Regions from separate parts of the Sus scrofa genome. Here all the other regions are linked to region 1. A link is a contact called in public HiChIP or PLAC-seq data. All regions are on one chromosome and are shown on one strand. Each heading gives the region's core, a stretch centred on a gene start, on an enhancer-like site or on the middle of the called end of the contact. The rest is flanking DNA. Distances are from core to core; before and after follow the strand shown.

Evidence for each region. HiChIP or PLAC-seq counts read pairs in DNA pulled down with a chosen protein or histone mark.
Region 2: a contact with region 1 is called in an H3K27ac HiChIP or PLAC-seq map of alveolar macrophages. The contact joins two enhancer-like sites. A contact is called at or near these places in 1 of 47 Hi-C or Micro-C datasets (embryonic fibroblasts) and 1 of 2 datasets of contacts at active chromatin or transcription factors (alveolar macrophages).
Region 3: an H3K27ac HiChIP or PLAC-seq map of alveolar macrophages shows a contact between it and region 1. The contact joins two enhancer-like sites. A contact is called at or near these places in 1 of 47 Hi-C or Micro-C datasets (embryonic fibroblasts) and 1 of 2 datasets of contacts at active chromatin or transcription factors (alveolar macrophages).

The regions. Positions count from the first base shown.
Region 1 is chr4:39,991,533-39,995,782 of Sscrofa11.1, forward strand. No RefSeq gene overlaps it. Among named protein-coding and RNA genes, the nearest start is that of SDC2, 140 kb to the right of the region's middle. Within about 2 kb of position 2,434, at least 13 of the 83 cell types and tissues checked have an H3K27ac peak or open chromatin away from gene starts, as enhancers often do. A contact at or near this core is called in alveolar macrophages, where this site is marked.
Region 2 is chr4:39,660,141-39,664,390 of Sscrofa11.1, forward strand. All of the region lies in intron 3 of CPQ (carboxypeptidase Q), which reads right to left. Among named protein-coding and RNA genes, the nearest start is that of CPQ, 190 kb to the right of the region's middle. Within about 2 kb of position 2,056, at least 1 of the 83 cell types and tissues checked has an H3K27ac peak or open chromatin away from gene starts, as enhancers often do. A contact at or near this core is called in alveolar macrophages, where this site is marked.
Region 3 is chr4:40,290,499-40,294,748 of Sscrofa11.1, forward strand. No RefSeq gene overlaps it. Among named protein-coding and RNA genes, the nearest start is that of PTDSS1, 83 kb to the right of the region's middle. Within about 2 kb of position 2,268, at least 22 of the 83 cell types and tissues checked have an H3K27ac peak or open chromatin away from gene starts, as enhancers often do. A contact at or near this core is called in alveolar macrophages, where this site is marked.

The DNA.
Region 1 (4,250 bases), core at 1,184-3,683:
ACTGGCCCAGTCTCTTCAATGAATCTGTGTCATGAATACAAGGATAGGTTAAAAGAAGGACATGACAAGCAGATGCAAACGTGGTCCTGGATGAGGTGCACCTTTGGATAAACAGCAACAAAGCATGTTTTGGTAATGTAAATATGGTTTATTATTAAAGGAGATGAAATGTGTTGAAATAGAAAAGGGGAGATCCTTGACCAGAAAAGAAAAAAAAAAAAAAAAAAAAAGGCAGGTAACAGTGGTATGCATCGTGTGATCAAAATTTGCAGAAAAAGAGAAATACCACTTAAGTTCTAGAAGGATAAATACTAACCTTAGCACTGGTACTCACTGATACCTTTTTATTCTCTTCTTTTCGTTTGCCTTTATTTTCTAATATTTGACAATGTTTCTGAGTGGTAAAAAATAATTTGTGTGTCTTTTTAGAGCCTCACCAGCAGCATATGGAAGTTACCAGGCTAGGGGTCAAATCGGAGCTGCAGCTACTGGCCTATACCACAGCCACAGCAATGAGGGACCCAAGCTGTGTCTGTGACCTACACCACAGCTCACGGCAACGCCGGATCCTTAACTCACTGAGGAAGGCCAGGGATCGAACCTGAGTCCTCATGGGTACTAGTGAGGTTTGTTACTGCTGAGCCATGATGGGAACTCCAAAGATAATTTTTAAGTAATATTTAAATAATAGAATTGGGGGGAAAGCATCAATGGGGCAGCATGCACAACCTTGAATAACACATTTTTATCAGCTTGGATATGCTGATTATATACAAGTTTGGACAAAGTCCCAGGAGCATCACTTTACCCCTGACATAGGACGATCACCTCTGTCCCATGTGTCTGAGGATACAGATACATCTAAGGATGTATCTGGCTCTACAGTTCATGTTAAAGCTATATAGAAACATTTCAGTTATCTCGCCTGTACAATTGAGACTAACACTCTGTCTCAGAAGGTTCCTGGGGGGGTATTAAATGAGTTAAGATATTTGTAAAAAGTGTCAACTAAATTATTAATAGAAACCAAGAGCACTTCACTTCTACAACCACAAAATTTGTGATCTTGTATTTTTTTTATATAAAAAGAATAAAGGAACCAGATGTAACCCTCCAGTGCAGAATAGAAAGTCACATTTATTTTAATTCATGGACTCTTATATTGTACCTTCTGTATGCCAGGTGCTATTCTAAGTGCTTTGCAAATAATGCATTTTTCATCATCACAATAATCCTCAGAGGAAAGTGATCCTATTACCTTCTCCATTTGAAGGAACTGAGCCACAGAGAGGTTAAGTTGTGTAAAGTCACACAGCCAGTAAGAGGCAAGGACAGGATTAGAACTAGATAGTCCAAGCTCTTTTTTTTTTTTTTTTTGGTGTTTTTGTCTTTTTAGGGCCACATCCATGGCATATGGAGGTTCACAGGCTAGGGGTCGAATTAGAGCTGTCGCTGCCAGCCTACACTACAGCCACAGCAACTCAGGATCTGAGATGTGTCTGTGACCGACACCACAGCTCATGGCAACTCTGGATCCTTAACCCTCTGAGTGAGGCCAAGGATCGAACCTGTATCCTCATGGATGCCAGTCAGGTTCCCTAACCACTGAGCCACGATGGGAACTCCGATAGTCCAAGCTCTTAACCTCAACCCACGTGGCTGCTCTTACAACCATAGAACCAAAATACAGGAGTTGCGGGTTCATATTTGTACCAGTTGCTTTCCAAAAGTTCACGTGTAAGCTAATATGTCAAGTTCTAATGCATTTCCCACCAAAACGTTACCGCAAATCAGGTTTGGCTCCTAGCCCACCCTATTTACATAGACTAAACGTATTTAACAACTTGGCTGAATCAGAACAACTATGGCCTCAAGACAGGTGTCCCTCTGAGCAGAAGATGGTACATCTTCTTGGTTTCATCTCCCCACCCAATTCCAATTGATAACTTGTGGCTGCACAGAACGTGGAGTGTTGTCTGGAGAGTTCGGAGGTTTCCTTAGCAGGAAAGTGTACTGGGATCAATTCATGTCTTCCTTGACTGGAGAGATAGGAAGAGGGGCCCCAAAGCCAGACATTCCCCATCTCCACTCCAGAGCCTTTTAAACTTTGACACGAGAAGGTACATCTCAATCTTGAGCCCTGAGAAGTCCAGGGAAAGGCCAGGCCAGGCCAGGGATTCTGTGAGCAAACAGGAGAGGCAGAACCCGCTTGAGGCTTCCAGTGGCTGTGTGGGAGGGCCTCGTGAAATCAGTGGCTTGGGACCCCTCTGATGGGGTGACAGTGGCTATTCAGAATTCTGGGTAACTTGCCCGTTGAGAATGTGTGTGTCAGCAGTGCCAGCCTAGCCCTTCCTCACACTCGCACACATCACCACCACAATCCACACATGGGCCAGCCCAAGGGAGGGACGTCTTTGTCACCGTCTACTCTCGTGGCATTTCAAGAAGCTGTCAGAAGGGCTCGATGATTCATTCCAAGTCACACAGTGTGATCAGTCATGAGTTATATATAAAAGCAATGTCAGAGCAGGATGAAAATGAATACTTAGAACCCAGCAAGTTGAGCCCACAAACCACCCGCTTACGTACAGGACTGAGAAACTGGGGTTTGGTTTGGGTGGAGCCTCGCACCCTACTGCTGAGGTTTTCAGACAGGGGCTTTAGGATGTGAAAGAATCTCAGTCTCTGCATGTGGTTTGCTGAGAATGTATTTCTCAAGATAAACTAGAAAACAATTATTTCAAGCTAAAAGTGAGTCCCAGACTAGGTTGCATTTCAGAGAATACTGTAGCCCAGCAGGCTCCCAAAATATCATATCAGCTTTTGAAGGCATTTCACAGTTGCTGCAACAGCACCGTTGGAAGAAAGCCAAGCAGTTTTAGAAGCAGCGCCGTCCCTTAGACATAGATGACAATGCCAAGAGTAAAATCAAAAAGGGCCATTGCCTAGCTTGGCATCTGGGTCCTGCAGCTGCCAAATCATATCCATTGACCATGCCAAAGACATCCTCAGAGAAATTCCCAGTGAGAGGCCCAGTGGTCCAGCAAGCTGCAAAATTGCCTACGATCTAGACAAGCAATGGGCTTTGGGGCTCTAGCATCTGCTGAGATTGCCAGGTGACTTGAAGCATGTTGATAGAAAGATTTCAGGGCCTGTCTTCTTGTTTATAAAATGGGCACTTCACTTGCTGTGTGTGTGTGTGTGTGTGTGTGTGTGTGTGTGTGTGTGTGTGTAGGGAGAGTAAGGGGAGACAGACAGCGAGAAAGAGAAAAGGAGACAGGGCTCTGAAAAGCTATAATAAATAAGCAACGTTCTTACAAATTGTCCAGAAGATAGGATTAACATGATTAAATGAACTAAGAAGAGGACTGGGGAGAAATAGGAGACTCGGGCCATTTTCTAATTCTTTCTCCAAAGGATGAGAGGAAATAGCAATACAGAGACAGAGTCCCTCCCTTGAAGGAAGAAAAATCATGCCCTCCTCTGCTGGGCATGTAAAGAAAGCAAAGCAAAAACTCAGGAAAGTTGGCCAAGCCAGGCAGAAGCCCGTCTCCCACCTGCACATCTGCCTTGGGCTTTTCTTCTTTTTAGATTGTTGCAACAAAACAGATGGCGGCAGAAGCCTGAATTTTAAATTTATGAATGGAAATATGAACAGATGTTAGCAATCAAGATGGCATATAAGAATTTTTTCAGATCATGTTTACAGCCCAGCCTCCTTCACATAAATGGGAGAGCAGGTCATAAAAAGGGTAGTTTTTGATCTCAGGACGGCATGGATCCAAGATGGTGATTATGGGGAAATATTGAAAGAACAAAGGAAGAAAACACTAATCAGCTCCCTGTATAAATGCTAAATATTTATCTACACAATGATAAAATGCATCTGCACGAAAACCATTAACCCATCAAGAGCACATTCTGTGTTTTAAGTAGGTGACATTCAAGCCCAGGGTTTTAACAAATATCTGTGAACACCTACTTGCTTGAATTCTGTTTTGATTTTTGACATGATATCGATTGTTTTGTTTGGTTTGGCTGAATTTCCCAGACATATGGAGTTTTACTGCATTTCAGGGAGGAATGGAGTTAAGAGCCCTTAAGAGAGCTGATTGTATGCGCATGCGTCCACTATCCCATGCGAGGAACCAGCTGGGTTCTCAGGGTGGGTGGGAAGCAACAAATGGATAGAACCCAATCTAGGTCCTCAACACACAGAACTGAAAGCAAAAGCAGATACCTTATATAAC
Region 2 (4,250 bases), core at 806-3,305, 330 kb before region 1:
AAAATGAAATATTGGAAAAAGAATATAACAATATAATGCCTTCTAAAATTGCACCCCCCAAAAATTGAATACCCAGGAATAAACCTGACTAAGGATGTGAAAGACTTATATGCTAAGAACTATAAAACACTAATCAAGGAAACTAAAGAGGATTCAAAGAAATGGAAAGATATTCCATGCTCCTGGATTGGATGAATATAGTTAAAATGGCCATACTACCCAAAGCAATCTACAGAGTCAATGCAATCCCTATCAAATTACCCATGACTTTTTTCACAGAACTGGAACAAAAAATCCAAAAATCTATATGGAACCATAAAAGACCCAGAATTGCCAAAATAATCCTGAGGAGGAAAAATGTAGGAAGCATAATTCTCCCTGACTTTGGATAATATTATAAAGTTACAGTCATCAAGACTACTGGTACTGGTACCAAAACAGACATACAGACCAATGGAACAGAACAGAGAACCTAGAAATAAATCCAGACACCTATGGCCAATTAAGCTTCAACAAAGAAGGCAAGAATATAAAATGGGAAAAAGATACTCTCTTCAGCAAGTGGTGCAGGCAAAACTGGACAGCTGCATGTAAATCAGTGAAAATAAAACACACCCTCACACCATACACAAAAATAAACTCAATATGGCTTAAAGACTTAAACATAAGACAAGACACCATAAAACTCCTAGAGGAGAACATAGACAAAACATTCTCTGACATCATCCCCCATACAAATGCTTCCTTAGGTCAATCTCCCAAGGCAACAGAAATAAAAACAAAAATAAACAAATGGGACCTACTCAAACTTACACACTTTTGCACAGCAAAGGAAACCATAAAAAAACACAAAAAGACAACCTACGGTATGAGATAAAATACTTTCAAATGATGCACAGACAAGGGCTTAATCTCTGAAATATACAAACAACTTACACAACTCAACAACAAAAAAAACCAACAACCCAATTGAAAAATGGGCAAAAGACCTGAATAGACATTTCTCCAAAGAAGGCATACTGATGGCCAACAGACACATGACACATGAAAAAATGCTCAACATCACTAATTATTAGAGAAATGCAAATCAAAACTACTATGAGGTACCACCTCACACAGGTCAAAATGGCCATCATTAACAAATCAACAAATAAAAAGTGCTGGAGAGGGTGTGGAGAAAAGGGTACGCTCCATGACTGCTGGTGGGAATGTAAATTGGTACAACTAGTGTGGAACACAGTATGGAGGTACCTCAGAAAACTAAATATAGAACTACCATATGATCCAGCAATCCCACTCCTGGGCATATACCCAGATAAAACTTTCACTGAAAAAGATACATGCACCCCTATGTTCTAGCAGCACTATTCACAGTAGCCAAGACATGGAAACAACCTAAATGTCCATCAATGGATGAATGGATTAAGAAGATGTGGTATATATACACAATGGAATACTACTTAGCCATAAAAAACAAAATGCCATTTGCAGCAACATGGATGGAACCAGAGACTCTCATACTAAGTGAAGTAAGTCAGAAAGAGAAAGAAATATACCATATAATATCACATATCTGGAATCTAATACATGGCACAAATGAACTTATCTTCAGAAAGGAAACAAACTCATAGACTTTGAGAACAGACTTGTGGTTGCCAAGGGGGAGAGAGAGGGGGAGGGAGTTGGATGGACAGGGAGTTTGGGCTTAATAAACGCCAAATATTGAATTGGAGTGGATAAAAATGAGATCCTGCTGTATAGCACAGGGAACTAAGCCACTTGTGATAGAATATGATGGAGGATAGTGAGAAAAAGAATGTGTGTGTGTGTGTGTGTGTGTGTGTGTGTATACACATAAAATATATAGTTAGGTCACTTTGTTGTACAGCAGAAATTGGCAGAACATTATAAATTAAGTATGATAAAAAAATTTTTTTAAAGTTTCCCATTCCTGACTCATTGTACTTCTAATGGGGAGAGGACAGAAGCCTGCCTTCCATCCCCATCCCTGGGCTGAGAAACACACTATTGTTGTGGTCTGTGCACATGAATCAGAAGAAGAATTTCTTCACCCAAAGCAGGGTGAAGAGAAAGAAGAGTTTCTTGAGCTAAGAGATGCTGCTTGTGCAGGAGGATGACTTTCTGATGGGAAGGGAGAGCAGACCCAGGGCATGTGGTCCTGTCTGTTTTTATAGCCCAGGAGAGACGAGAGGTCTTATGATACATCTGCTGACCTCCTGATTGGCTGGGAAAAGATAGGCTCTTCCTATCCACTTGCTGGTTAGTTGGGGGTGTACATTGCCCCTATAGGGGAGGACTGAGGAGTGGGCCACATACTTTTCCTAGTAGGGGGCAAGAAGAGGAGGCCAGGTTGCCAAGGTTGGGGAAGGGACATTACAATGCTTGGTCAGAGGCTTTGAATTTCATCTCCTTGAAGAGGCCTTGAGGCCCCACAACTACCTCTCTTAGTGGCATTTACTTCCTTCACATGTGTTCTCCCAAGACTTGAAATATGGTAGAGAATCAACAAATCTACAGTTGATTTGTTTTTATTTAGTAACAAAACTTGACTCAGAATCAAGCTAGTTCAGTTCCTTAAGATATTCATTTTTGTGATCATAACACAATAAAAACAAATTTCCAATTAATTCCTTTGACTTTTACAATTTAGTCACATAAACCCATGAAAGACATTTACTCTCAGAGTTCCCTGGTGGTCTAGTGGTTAAAGATTTGGTGTTTTCATTGCTGTGGCTCGGGTTGGTGCTTTGGCTCGGGTTCAGTCTCTGACCCAGGAACCTCCGCATGTTTATTCTCTACTAAATATGATGTAACTCCCTTTCTCTCAAATGATGAGTATAAACAACCAACACATTAAAAAAAGATTAACCTTCTGAACTCTTTGAAGGTCAGAACCATAGAGAGCTATAGGTAAGAAATTAGGACCAGAAATAAAATCACATCTCAAAGTAAATCATGAGACTTTAACATGGCACAGCAAATTCACATCTTCATGAGCCTCCTCTGTTCCAAACATGTGGCAATTAGAGATGAAATATAAACAGGGAGAACCAAAAGGTTGTAATTTGGCTCCAAAAAACCAGATAAACATCCCTGTGGACTAGAAATGGATTAGAATCACAAGGCAATGAGTAGATCTGAAGCCAGGGCTGCAGGGCGCCAGATGAGGAAGCCAGCCATGATTGCTGGGCACTCTGTTCCTATACGGAGACAGAATTTAAAGTTCAGAATTTAAAATTCACTTCACTGGAGATAGGAGAATCTAAGCCAGACTAACTGTATGAAAGCGAGCAAGAGGGTGGAGCTCAAGAGAGGTGGCTGGAAACAAAAGGAACATGCCAGGAGGTAAAGCTTTATGAAACATTTGAGCCTGTGCAGGAGAACTGGACAAAGACACGAATCTGAACGAGGCACTGAATCAAGCCTCCCACTAGCTTCGTTAACAGAATACACGATCCTCGTTATCACCATTAGCAAGGGTGGCTGATACAGTAAAACCTAGTTCTGGGCTGGCAATGTCACGGGGCAGGTGAAAGCAATCAAAACCTCGGAATGGGGGTGGGCAGGAAGAAAGAAATGAACCCAGAGGGAGAGAAGGCAATACAAACAATAATACAAGCTGAATTTATTTTCTTTTATTTCATTTCAGTTCAGTTCAGTTTTTTTAGGGCATGGCACATGGAGGTTCCCAGGCTAGGAGTCAAATCAGAGCCATAGCTGCTGGCCACAGCCACAGCCATAGCAATTTGGGATATGAGCCATGTCTGCAACCTACACCACAGCTCACAGCAATGCTCGATCCTTAACCCACTGAGCAGGGCCAGGGATCGAACCTGCATCCTCATGGATACTAGTTGGGTTCATTACTGCTGAGCCACAAGAGGAACTCCCCAAGCTGAATTTTAAAACTTCCTACTCAGAATGAGTCAGCAAACCCAAGTTCCAAAATACTTGGAGGAATATAGTGCTAAAAATGTCCATGAAATCAACAACTGAAATAAAATCTCCATTGCAGATTGAATTAATTTATGGAAAGACTGTATAACAATTTTTAAAAATTATACTTAGGTGCCCAAAGGACTAATTTTCTAGAAAAAGAAAAATCACCAAAATTGACTCAAGAAGAAGTAGAAAACCTGGAAATATCAATAAGCCTTAGGAAATCCAATCAAAAAATCAAAGTACTCTCCTTCTCTCTCACACACACCAAGCCACCAGACTCCAGAGGT
Region 3 (4,250 bases), core at 1,018-3,517, 300 kb after region 1:
ACAGCCCTAAAAAGCAAAAAAAAAAAAAAAAAATTCAGCCTTCCTCTGTACTTTTGTGCTCCTCAGCCCCTCAACAGATCAGATGAGAGTCACCCACATCCTTGAAGGCAACCTACCAACTCAAACGCCAGTCTCTTCTGGTGACACCCTCACTGGCATACCCAGAAATGATATTCTCCTAGCTGTCTGGGCACTCCTTAGCCCAGGCAAGTTGACACAGAAAGCGAACCATCGATTATATTAAGTACTGGGCATCACATATTTAAGTGTCACGTACATCTTTGAGGGCCATCGCTGTTGGGCTTATCTCTGCTGCAATGACTTAGCGGTACAGAGGCAGAACCATCTGCAGAGGCATAATTTTCAGGAATGGACCTGCGGCTGAGGATATCCTGTGGCCCAGTTGTACCCATCCCCTCAGACATTTTTGAGGGCCTCCACGCCCTCTTGTGTGGTCTGGCTAGTCCCACGTCGGAGCTGAGCCTGGCATTTTGTGAATCAAATGTGGTCCAAAGAAAACAGCAGGAAGACCTGAAGGTGAGGGTGGGAGTGAAGAGGTGCTTGTGAGCTTATATATTTCTGTGGGTGGACACGCCTGTGATCTCCGGCATCACATTCCCACGCACCACGCTCTGCCGTCGGCGTACTTCCTGACCACACGAAGAGAAACACAATCCCATCCACTTTAATAGATGCTCGGCCAGACTGGGGCTGTTAAAACAGTGGCTTGAGAACTTCAAGACGCCGGGTGTTTTTGCAGCTTTCACCCATCATTTGGAAGCAGGACGAGGTTGGGTTTGAGGGCAAAAATGCTGAACACCAGCACTGTGATCTCAGGAACTGGATTCTGTGGTCCGGGAAGGGCGGCAGGAATTCACGCGGTGACCAGCGGCCCCTTCCTGCCTCGGCAGAGCGTGGAGCTCCTTCCGCCCCGCATGTGAAATCTAAGCCGGGAGCCGACCCGCAGCTGGAATGAACATTCAAACCCAGCGGTCATTGTGTCTTGAGGATGACTTTGCGGCTGTCTTCACCGCTTGCAGCCGCGCTGAGAAGTCTGTTCCCACCGAGTGAGCAGACTTTGACTCGTAAGAGGGACAGGAAGAGAATTTCAAAAAATCTTACCGGAAAACCACCTCTGAGAAAGTCAAAACGGGGTTTGGGGCGGGGGAGGAGGGGGGTAAGGCTGACCACACCAGGGGCTGGTCTAGAGCTGGGCCACCAGATCAGCAGGCAGAGAACGGTCACCTCCAGTCCCATCCCTCTTTGTGAAGAGTGTGGCATTTCAGTCTTTGGCCAGTGAGTCATCAGAAAATGTTATTTCTCATTTTAGAAAAATACCTAGGAGTTCCCGTCGTGGTGCAGTGGTTAACGAATCCGACTTGGAACCATGAGGTTGAGGGTTCGGTCCCTGGCCTCTCAGTGGGTTAAGGATTCGGCGTTGCCGTGAGCTGTGGTGTAGGTCACAGACGTGGCTCGGGTCTGGTGTTGCTGTGGCTCTGGCGTCAGGAGGTAACTACAGCTCCAATTGGACCCCTAGCCTGGGAACCTCCATATGCCGCGGGAAGCGGCCCTAGAAAAAGCAAAAAAAAAAAAAAAAAAAAAAAAAGAAAGAAAGAAAAATACCTGATCTCAGTGGGACATTTCACTGTTATCTGTTCTCCCTAAAAATATGGTGGTGGCAGTGGGGGAACCCAGACCCTTAGAAATTAAAGCCATATGGATACCATATTTAAAAAAAAGAACGCAAAACACAACAACGCAGGCCATTACATGATTGCTGACCGTAGGAATTCAGTATTTATAATTTACATTCTTTCCCATACTTTGCAGTCCTTTTCAGAAGTGAAGAGCAGAGGTTTACGGCCTCGCCAGATCGTAAATCAGATTCCTGAGGGCTGAGGGAGCTGCTACAGGCAGGGGGCATCGCCTTCCGACAGTTTGCAGAAGGCAAGGAAACGTCAGGAAAAGAACCCAAACAGACAGAGGGGGGGCTCTGCTTCAAGGAAGCTCGAGACACCCGTTAGTCCCGCCACCAAGCACGGAAGCAGCAGAAAACGCAGGGAAGATCAACATCTGCAGTCGCTGCGGGCACCACCGCTAAGTGCGCACCAGGGGGAGGGGAGCCCCCCGGGGCTCCTTACCCTCCATCAGCAGAGGCTGCCTGAGAGCCAGGCGGGGGGGTGGAAATAGGTGGAGGCTCGGGTCCAGGAACCCGGCAGAAGACGTGTGCGCAAGAATTAAATCAAGGAGCCTGGGGTGGGAGGAAGAGCATCAGGGTTGATCTGACGCCCCCTAGTGGCCATGTGCTCTTGGGCGAAGTACTCGAGCCTCAGAGCCAGGGAAACGTGGAAAACAGGCAAACTCACAGGATTGAAGAATACACATACATTTGGGGCTGGATGCAAAGGGGAGCGGGGGAGGGGGTCTTAAGCGACGCCCCTTATCTAGAATTGGAAGTGCTGTTCTGGCACCTGGCTCCCTAGCAAACCCAGCTGAGTGGTATCCAGGAAGATTCAGGGGAGGGAGGGTGTCTCAAGACACACCACCTCTCCAAGAGGTCTTTTGAAGCACCCCAGTCGCCCGAATGCCTTTGTCTGGAAGATCTGTCGGCAGGGGCCCTGGTGAACTCATCCGCCTACTCCTGGCCTGGCTTTCATTCCCTCTGAGAGAAGGCAGAGGATTTTAAACATTTTGAAACGTGGGGATCTTGGCGTGCCTTTCCCAGGTTGCACCCGTAAAATACCTAATCAGCCCATGATGTGTGCAGATGGACTGACGGATGAGTCAGGCGAGTGGGAACAGTAAGGTTTACAGTCCAGATTTTCCAGCATGGATGGTTACATAAACCATGCCTGCAATTTGATGCTGTAATTAAGGCTATTGTGTGTATACTTCAGACATGTGAATGCAATATTTTAGGTTTTGGGTCTCTGATTTACCTTCTTTTACTTTTAAAGGCAAACAAATCTTATTTCCCATGGTTGTAAAGTCCACATGAGTCCCCTTTACTCAGCGTCCAGAAAAGGGACAGACACACCCTACACAGGAAGACTGGTGTCTGAGGAGCTGAGGAGATTTGTGGGGGTCAGGAGGTCAGGCATATGGGGAATACCTTCTGCCATTAGCACCCACAATTTGCAGACCCTTGGCAATGATGTTTTCAGAGTATTCCAATAACAAACAAACAAAACTAACTCCCAGGGCAAAGAGGTCCAAGCACGAGCCCAGAATGGCCAAGGAGCTTGGGGGTCCGGTTGCATCAGTCGTGATAGCAAAACTCTCAGACCAATTCTATTTTCTTTTTTCCCCCCTTCTTCTTCTTCTTCTTCTTCTTTTTAGGGCTGCACCTGCGGTATATGGAGGTTCCCAGGCTAGGGGTCTAATCAGAGCTACTAGCTGCCAGCCTACACCACAGCCACAGCAACACAGGATTCAAGCTGCGTCTGTGACCTATACCACAGCTCAGGGCGATGCTGGACCTTCACCCACTGAGTGAGGCCAGGGATCAAACCTGCAACCTCATGGTTCCTAATCAAATTCATCCACTGTGCCACGACGGGAACTCCCCAATTGTATTTTCTGAAAGATGTTCGTGTTGGCGCTGGGTTTATGAGACGCGGATGGATCTGCCAATACCCTTCTCTTTGCTCCAAGAAGGCAATGCTGGGGCTTAGGAGTCTCTTTTACCAGTACTGCAGACAGGAAGCTTGCCCGTCACCCACCCCTCCAGCCAGCTGCTGTACACAGAGACCAGTTTTCAACCAGGGTATCACGATGGATAAGCTGAGCTTAGCCGTGTGAGAGGCCTGGGAGCCAGCCACTTGGACCCGCTGTAAATCCTTGACCGTGCTAGACAGTGACAAACAATACCTTCTCATAGGACAGGCAGCTATAAAACCTGCCCAACCAACCTGCAAGAAAGGGAATGTCCAGAGAGACAAAATTGCAGGTGAATTTCTGAAATGGATTAAAGACAGTTTTTAGGCAACACAGGAGACAAGGAAGATTTCAGCCTTCCCACACACTAAAAAACCACCACCACCACCAAAAAAACCTCAAAAGCCAAATAAACAAAACCACACACACATCCAACTATTTCCTCCCTCTTTGGTAGATATTAGTAAATAAGTCCTTTAATTCATAGATGATAGTGAAATGAAAAAGCCATGGGTATTTATTGCGTCAAAGATATTACCACATTCAATTAAAAAAACTTTGACTCCTTTACCTATGATAGTTCTAGGATCAGG